Linked DNA regions of Sus scrofa: region 1 is linked to region 2. The links are chromatin contacts, called in public Hi-C maps. All regions are on one chromosome and are shown on one strand. Each heading gives the region's core, a stretch centred on a gene start, on an enhancer-like site or on the middle of the called end of the contact. The rest is flanking DNA. Distances are from core to core; before and after follow the strand shown. Region 1 overlaps PKNOX2 (homeobox protein PKNOX2). Region 2 overlaps SLC37A2 (glucose-6-phosphate exchanger SLC37A2).

Evidence for each region. Hi-C and Micro-C count contacts between places; a contact is called where the count stands out from the background.
Region 1: a contact with region 2 is called in a Hi-C map of skeletal muscle, with 6 times the contacts expected there. The contact joins two enhancer-like sites. A contact is called at or near these places in 14 of 47 Hi-C or Micro-C datasets (adipocytes, embryonic fibroblasts, fetal heart ventricle and 8 more) and 1 of 2 datasets of contacts at active chromatin or transcription factors (skeletal muscle).

The regions. Positions count from the first base shown.
Region 1 is chr9:52,599,787-52,602,486 of Sscrofa11.1, forward strand. All of the region lies in intron 11 of PKNOX2 (homeobox protein PKNOX2), which reads left to right. Among named protein-coding and RNA genes, the nearest start is that of FEZ1, 72 kb to the right of the region's middle. Within about 2 kb of position 1,450, at least 2 of the 83 cell types and tissues checked have an H3K27ac peak or open chromatin away from gene starts, as enhancers often do. A contact at or near this core is called in skeletal muscle, where this site is marked.
Region 2 is chr9:52,267,786-52,270,485 of Sscrofa11.1, forward strand. SLC37A2 (glucose-6-phosphate exchanger SLC37A2) reads left to right here. Exons shown (of 19, transcript XM_005667471.3): 15 at 1-21; 16 at 152-249; 17 at 511-575; 18 at 770-826; 19 at 2,623-2,700. The coding sequence ends at 800. Among named protein-coding and RNA genes, the nearest start is that of SLC37A2, 32 kb to the left of the region's middle. Within about 2 kb of position 1,371, at least 14 of the 83 cell types and tissues checked have an H3K27ac peak or open chromatin away from gene starts, as enhancers often do. A contact at or near this core is called in skeletal muscle, where this site is marked.

The sequences.
Region 1 (2,700 bases), core at 200-2,699, 330 kb after region 2:
GAAGAGCAAAACAGCAATGACCATAAACATCAGGTTATCTTTGGGAAGGGTACTTTTGGAGGTAGTAATTGGAAGGGGTCAGAAAAGGGGCTTCTGGGCTACTAGTAGAATTCTATATTTTTGACATGGGTGGTGGTCATGTGGGTGTCTGTGATAATACACAAAGCCGTGCATTTTAGTTCTTTGTGCTTTTCTCTGTATGCACAATTTTAAGTGGGGGAGGGGAATGGAAAAGAGAGGAATGGAAGAGCAAGGGCAGCTATAGCAGGAGACAGGGGTTCCTGGGGTGACTCCTGTGCCCCTCTCTATCCTAAACCACTCCTTTCTTCCTCTTTAGCATCTCCAAAGTCAGGTATGCCCTGCCACTGAGGGCATCTTAGATGTGATGAGATGTGACTGTTTCAAGGCTTCTCGCCATCCAGGCTGCCTTCCTCTGGCTGGTCTCTGTCCCCACCCCCCAGGTAGCCCCATGCTAAGAAGCCAGCAGACCACGTGACCACCATCGGTCAGGAGGCTGTGCTGACCCCAGTGCAGTGCTGGTCACAGTGGAAAAGTGAGAAAAGAAAGCCGGCTCCGAGCCCTGCTCCACAGGCAGCTCCAACTCATACCTGCAGGCTGCTGCCTCCTGCTTGTTGCTGCATGGGCTAGGAGGTGGGTGGACCATCTCAGGGTGGGCTTTGCATGAAAGAAGTGGCCAGGGGCCCATGAACCAGCCGGTTCAAGCTGCTTTCAAACCCGGGACCCTGCAAGGAACCCACTCTTCAGATGGAAAGATGCCTTCAGCTTCACTTTAACCCAGATGAAAGTTGAGTCATGGGGCCAAAGGGGGGTGTCAGGGAAAGAAGTTAGATGTCAGAGGAGCTTCCTGAGGACAACTGTGGTGCCATGAAACACCTACTCAGAATAAACACTTCCCTTCCCTGGAGACTGAAGTGTCAATGTCGTGGTGTCTGGGAGGCTATGCTGTGCAGAGTTGGTACAGCACATGTGCTTTGCCTGCGTCATCTCATTCAATCGTCCCTGAAGCCAAGGAGTAGGCACCATCTTGTTATTTCCGTGTTAGGCCAAGGAAGCGAAGGATGGCAGACCTAAAACAATAAATTGCCAAAGTCATACAGCAGGTGAAGTGGTGGGTGCAGGACTTGACCTCTCCTAAGGCCGTGCTCTTAACCACAAGCAGCACTGCCTGGTCCAATGAGGCCCCACGCTGGCCCTGAGAGGGATCTGCAGCGTTCTGGTCTATTCTGTATCTGTCCTAGAGGGCTGCTCGCTATGCCCTTCCCTCCCGATTCTAGAGGAGTTCCTCCAAATAGTGATCAGAGAGCAGGCATCAGGGCTTGATGGCTTTCCACTGTCTCACTGGATTCCCCTCCCCGCCCTTAGCCCCAAGCCTTTCCAATTGTGCTAAAAGTAGCGCTGACCGAACCGACAGCCATCCAGCAGCCAGGACTATTTTGACTCTGTCCTCAGGAATCATCTGGTCTGAGCCGTGTACAAGCTGGACTGCTCCCATGAGCACTCAGATGTGGTGCCAGGAACGTTCTGGCCACCACACCTGTCCCCAAAGGCTGCCACTCACCCCACCACGTGCCTCCTGAGAGGCTGGTCCCAGGAGGGGCAGGTGGTGGGACTTGCACCACAGGAGGATAGTGGTCTGTGTTCTTATTCATAAGAGACCAGCCCATTTCAGGGACACTGTCCATCATCCCTCTCCATTAAATGGGAGCACATTAACCTATGGATTTATGACATCCAGTGGTGGGAGAGATTTGCATCTGACTGGCTTGAACATAAGTCCTAGTGCGAGGCTCCTGCCAGGCAGGCCCAGGCCCTCCTCTACTAAGATGGCTTGACCCATTCTTCAAAGTCCAGCTGATGTCCCACCTCCCTAGGGAAGTCTCCCCTGACCTCCCTTGCCACCCCATGGGCACTCACACACTATGTTTTACTAGTGCTTTTGGCTTTTGCCTGCAGCCTTTCCCTCTAAGCCGTGAGCTCCTAAGGGCAGGTCTTTCACTTGCCGGCCCGAAGGATGTAGCAGCTTCCCGGCATCTGTGGGTGATGACGGGCACATTTGGCAAGGCCGGCCTAGCTCTCACAGGAGACAAGTCAGCCAGCTCCTTCTCATGCTGCTCCACTCATCTGTTTCATACACGAATGCAGAATACTACTCTGCCTCTTACTAATTGAGACACTGGAGATACAAGGCCTACTAAGATGGGGTCCCTGACTGAGAGCAACTCCCAGGATAGTGGGAGACATGGATAACTATAGAGAGGGCTAAAGGTAATTATTCAAATGCCCCAGTGACCAGCTTTGCCCTGGGAGTGGGAAAAGGCCTCACAGAGGACTTGATCTCTGATAGGTCTTTGCAGAAGCTCAGAAACACAAGCAGTGAAAAAGTGGGAGAAAGAGCATTCCAGAGGAGGGAACCGCATGTGCAAAGGGATGAAGGCACGAAGGCACAAAGAGCCTTAGGAGGGCCCGGGAAGGCCAACAAGTGGCCATATTTTTTACTGTGTTCTCAGACCAGCTCATCATGAAGAGAAGCCCAAGGAGATGGCGAGTCCGTGGAGCACGGGGCTTGAGGGGGTAGTGCTTGGCCACCACCCTCCCCTGAATGTGCCAGAACACACCGAGCCCCTCTTCTTCTGTCCCTGAGGCCTGCAGTCTCTCCTCCCCACCTCTCTCTGTTCCTTC
Region 2 (2,700 bases), core at 121-2,620:
TCGACGGCACAGGGTCCATAGGTCTGTGACTCCTGCCCTAGGCTGGTAGCGGAACCCTGGGCCTGGTCTTGGGTGCTCTCTTGGGGCGCTGCCCTTGTGTGGGCAGGGAGGGCCTGGCTGGGGCCCCCGTCTGATGCTGTGCTCCCCACAGGTGCGGCTCTGGGGCCTCTGCTGGCCGGGCTCATTTCCCCCACAGGCTGGAACAATGTCTTCTACATGCTCATCTCTGCCGACATCCTGGCCTGCTTGGTAAGAGTTTTGGGGTGCACAGAGGGGGTTGGGGAGGGGTCCTGCCCTGCCAGGCCAGAACCCTGGAGGTCCAAAGCATTGCCCACTGGGGCTCTGGGACAATAAGAACAGCTCCCTTTGCTCAGAATCACTGCCTCCCATGGGGGACCCCCAACAAAATGAAACCGTGTGCCAATCCAGCAGTCACCCAGCACCGGGGATTCACCACTCGCTCCAGGCTAATGTTGCCCCCCACCTCTCTGTGCCACCGCCTCCCCTCAGCTCCTCTGCCGGTTGGTGTACAAAGAGGTCCTGGCCTGGAAGTCATCCCTGCACCGAGACAGAGGGTGAGTCCTCGGAGAGCCGAGCCCCGCTTCCCTTCTCCTGGGCATCAAAACCAGCGCTCTGTTGTGCTGTACCAGTCTGAGCCCAGCTCCAGCCTGGACCTCAGGAACGTGGAGTCGGACTCCGAACGCGCTCCCTGAACCCCCCTGCCTGGCACCACTAACCTGTCCTCTGTTGTCCCCATGTGTCTCCGTAGCTCTAGTGTGGCCCTAACCCATGCGCGATAGTATTTTCCTCAAGTCCCATGACTTTTGTGAGTATTTTCTTCAAGTCTGTGACTAATGTGCGTTGGAGTGCATGCTAAGCCTCTCTCCTCCAGATTTTTCTGACTTCCTCTTTTTCCTTGGGTGCCAATTCCAGACTCTGCCCCCAAGCAGAGCCTGGTGCTTGGGAAGGGTTTCCTAAGGGGCCTGAGCCTCTGTGGAGGTTGGCAGCCTCTTCTTCTCCTTGGGGAGAGCAGTAGGGCTCTGGATGCCCCCCTGGGGACAGAGGAGGCAGCGTCCAGGGAAAGAATTTTCCCTTGGAAGGCGGGCTCTGAGCTGTCTGCACCTCCCAGAGCTCAGAAACCGAGGCCATCTGGCGCCTCTGCCTGGGGTGTGCAGAAAAAAGCAACTACCAAGCAAAGCCTCTGGAACAAAACCCCAAACTGGCCTGCTGCTCTTTGCCTGTTGCCCAGTGGTGGTGGGTGTGGAGGCTGCACGGACAGGCTTGCGGCCGAGGCAGAGGCTAGGAGCTGGGCTGTGCAGCTGGTGCTGAGGTCGGCAATGTTCTCTCAGGGCCTCTCTGGCTCTCCTTAGGAAGCTCTTGCTAATGAGGCGCTGCCAGAGCTGTGGACCTGGTCTGGCTGGTAAAACCACTGAGGTCATGGTAGCCAGCGCTCTATCTGGGAAGCACTTCCCTTAGAGGAAGGCATCATCTGGGCTCAGAGGGAGAAAAATGGAGGGCTGGAGCCATTCTGGAGTGTCCTGCCCTGTCCTAAGGAGGCAGAGGATGGTGGGGCGGGGGGAGGGTGTTGGCACCTGTGACTAGTGCTCCTTCCACCTGCCATCCTCAGGCCAGGCCCAAGGGGACATCAGGAGGGGGCAAGTGAAGCAGAAAAGGAAAAGAATGCATGTTGAGTAAGCGTCTGCTCTGAGCCTGAGTTGAGTCTGACTGTGGATACACCTGCTTACCTCTCAGCAGCCTTGAGAGGAAGGTGTTCTCACTTAGAGGTGAGAGAACAGAGGCTCAGAGCTCCCATAATACACCTTGGGCCTTCAGCTGGTCCCAGCAGAGCCTGAATTTGCCCCCGGATGTGAGAAGTTTGCTTTTCTCAGCACTGCTGCCATCCTGAGTCCTTCTCTGCAGAAGGCCTGTGTGTGGGGAGTGGAGTCACTTGCTGGGGCAGAGGGAGCACTGGGCTTGGAACCAGAAACGCTGGACAATCCTGACTTCTTTGCTCACCTGCATCTCTAACACCTTGGGCACCTTCCCTGAACTTCTGTGTCCTTATGTGTCAAAGGGGGAATGCTTATTTCTAAATCCCTGAGAAGGCTGACTTCAGGCTGCTGCAAGATGGGACATGTGATACTGCTCTGCCAAGTGTCAAACTCGGTACCAACATCGTAAAGGTTTTAACATGATTCTGGCTTGGTATTCCCTGCTGAACAGGTGACAGGGAGCCCTAGTTATACTGAACTGGGATGAAAGGCCATTATTATTAATTTTTGCCTTTTAGGGCCACACCTGCGGCAAGTGGAGGTTCCCTGGCTAGGGATCTAGTTGGAGCTGTAGCTGCTGGCCTATACCACAGCCACGGCAACACGAGATCCAAGCTGCATCTGTGATCTACACCACAGCTCATGGCAATGCCTGATCTTTAACCCACAAGCAAAGCCAGGGATTGAACCAGCAACCTCATGGTTCCTAGTCGGATTCATTTCTGCTGTGCCATGATGGGAACTCCTGAAAGGCCATTATTAAGGGACCATGGAACCCACCTTCCCAGTCCCCACCACTGGGGCCAGGGCTTGTTAACCATGTCTCACTGCCTCTCTCCTCCTTGTGCAGGTATAGAGAAATATGAGGCCCCGATCAGAACAGAAGCATGGAGGGCCCTTGCCGGCTCCCAAAGTGCAACCCCCGCAG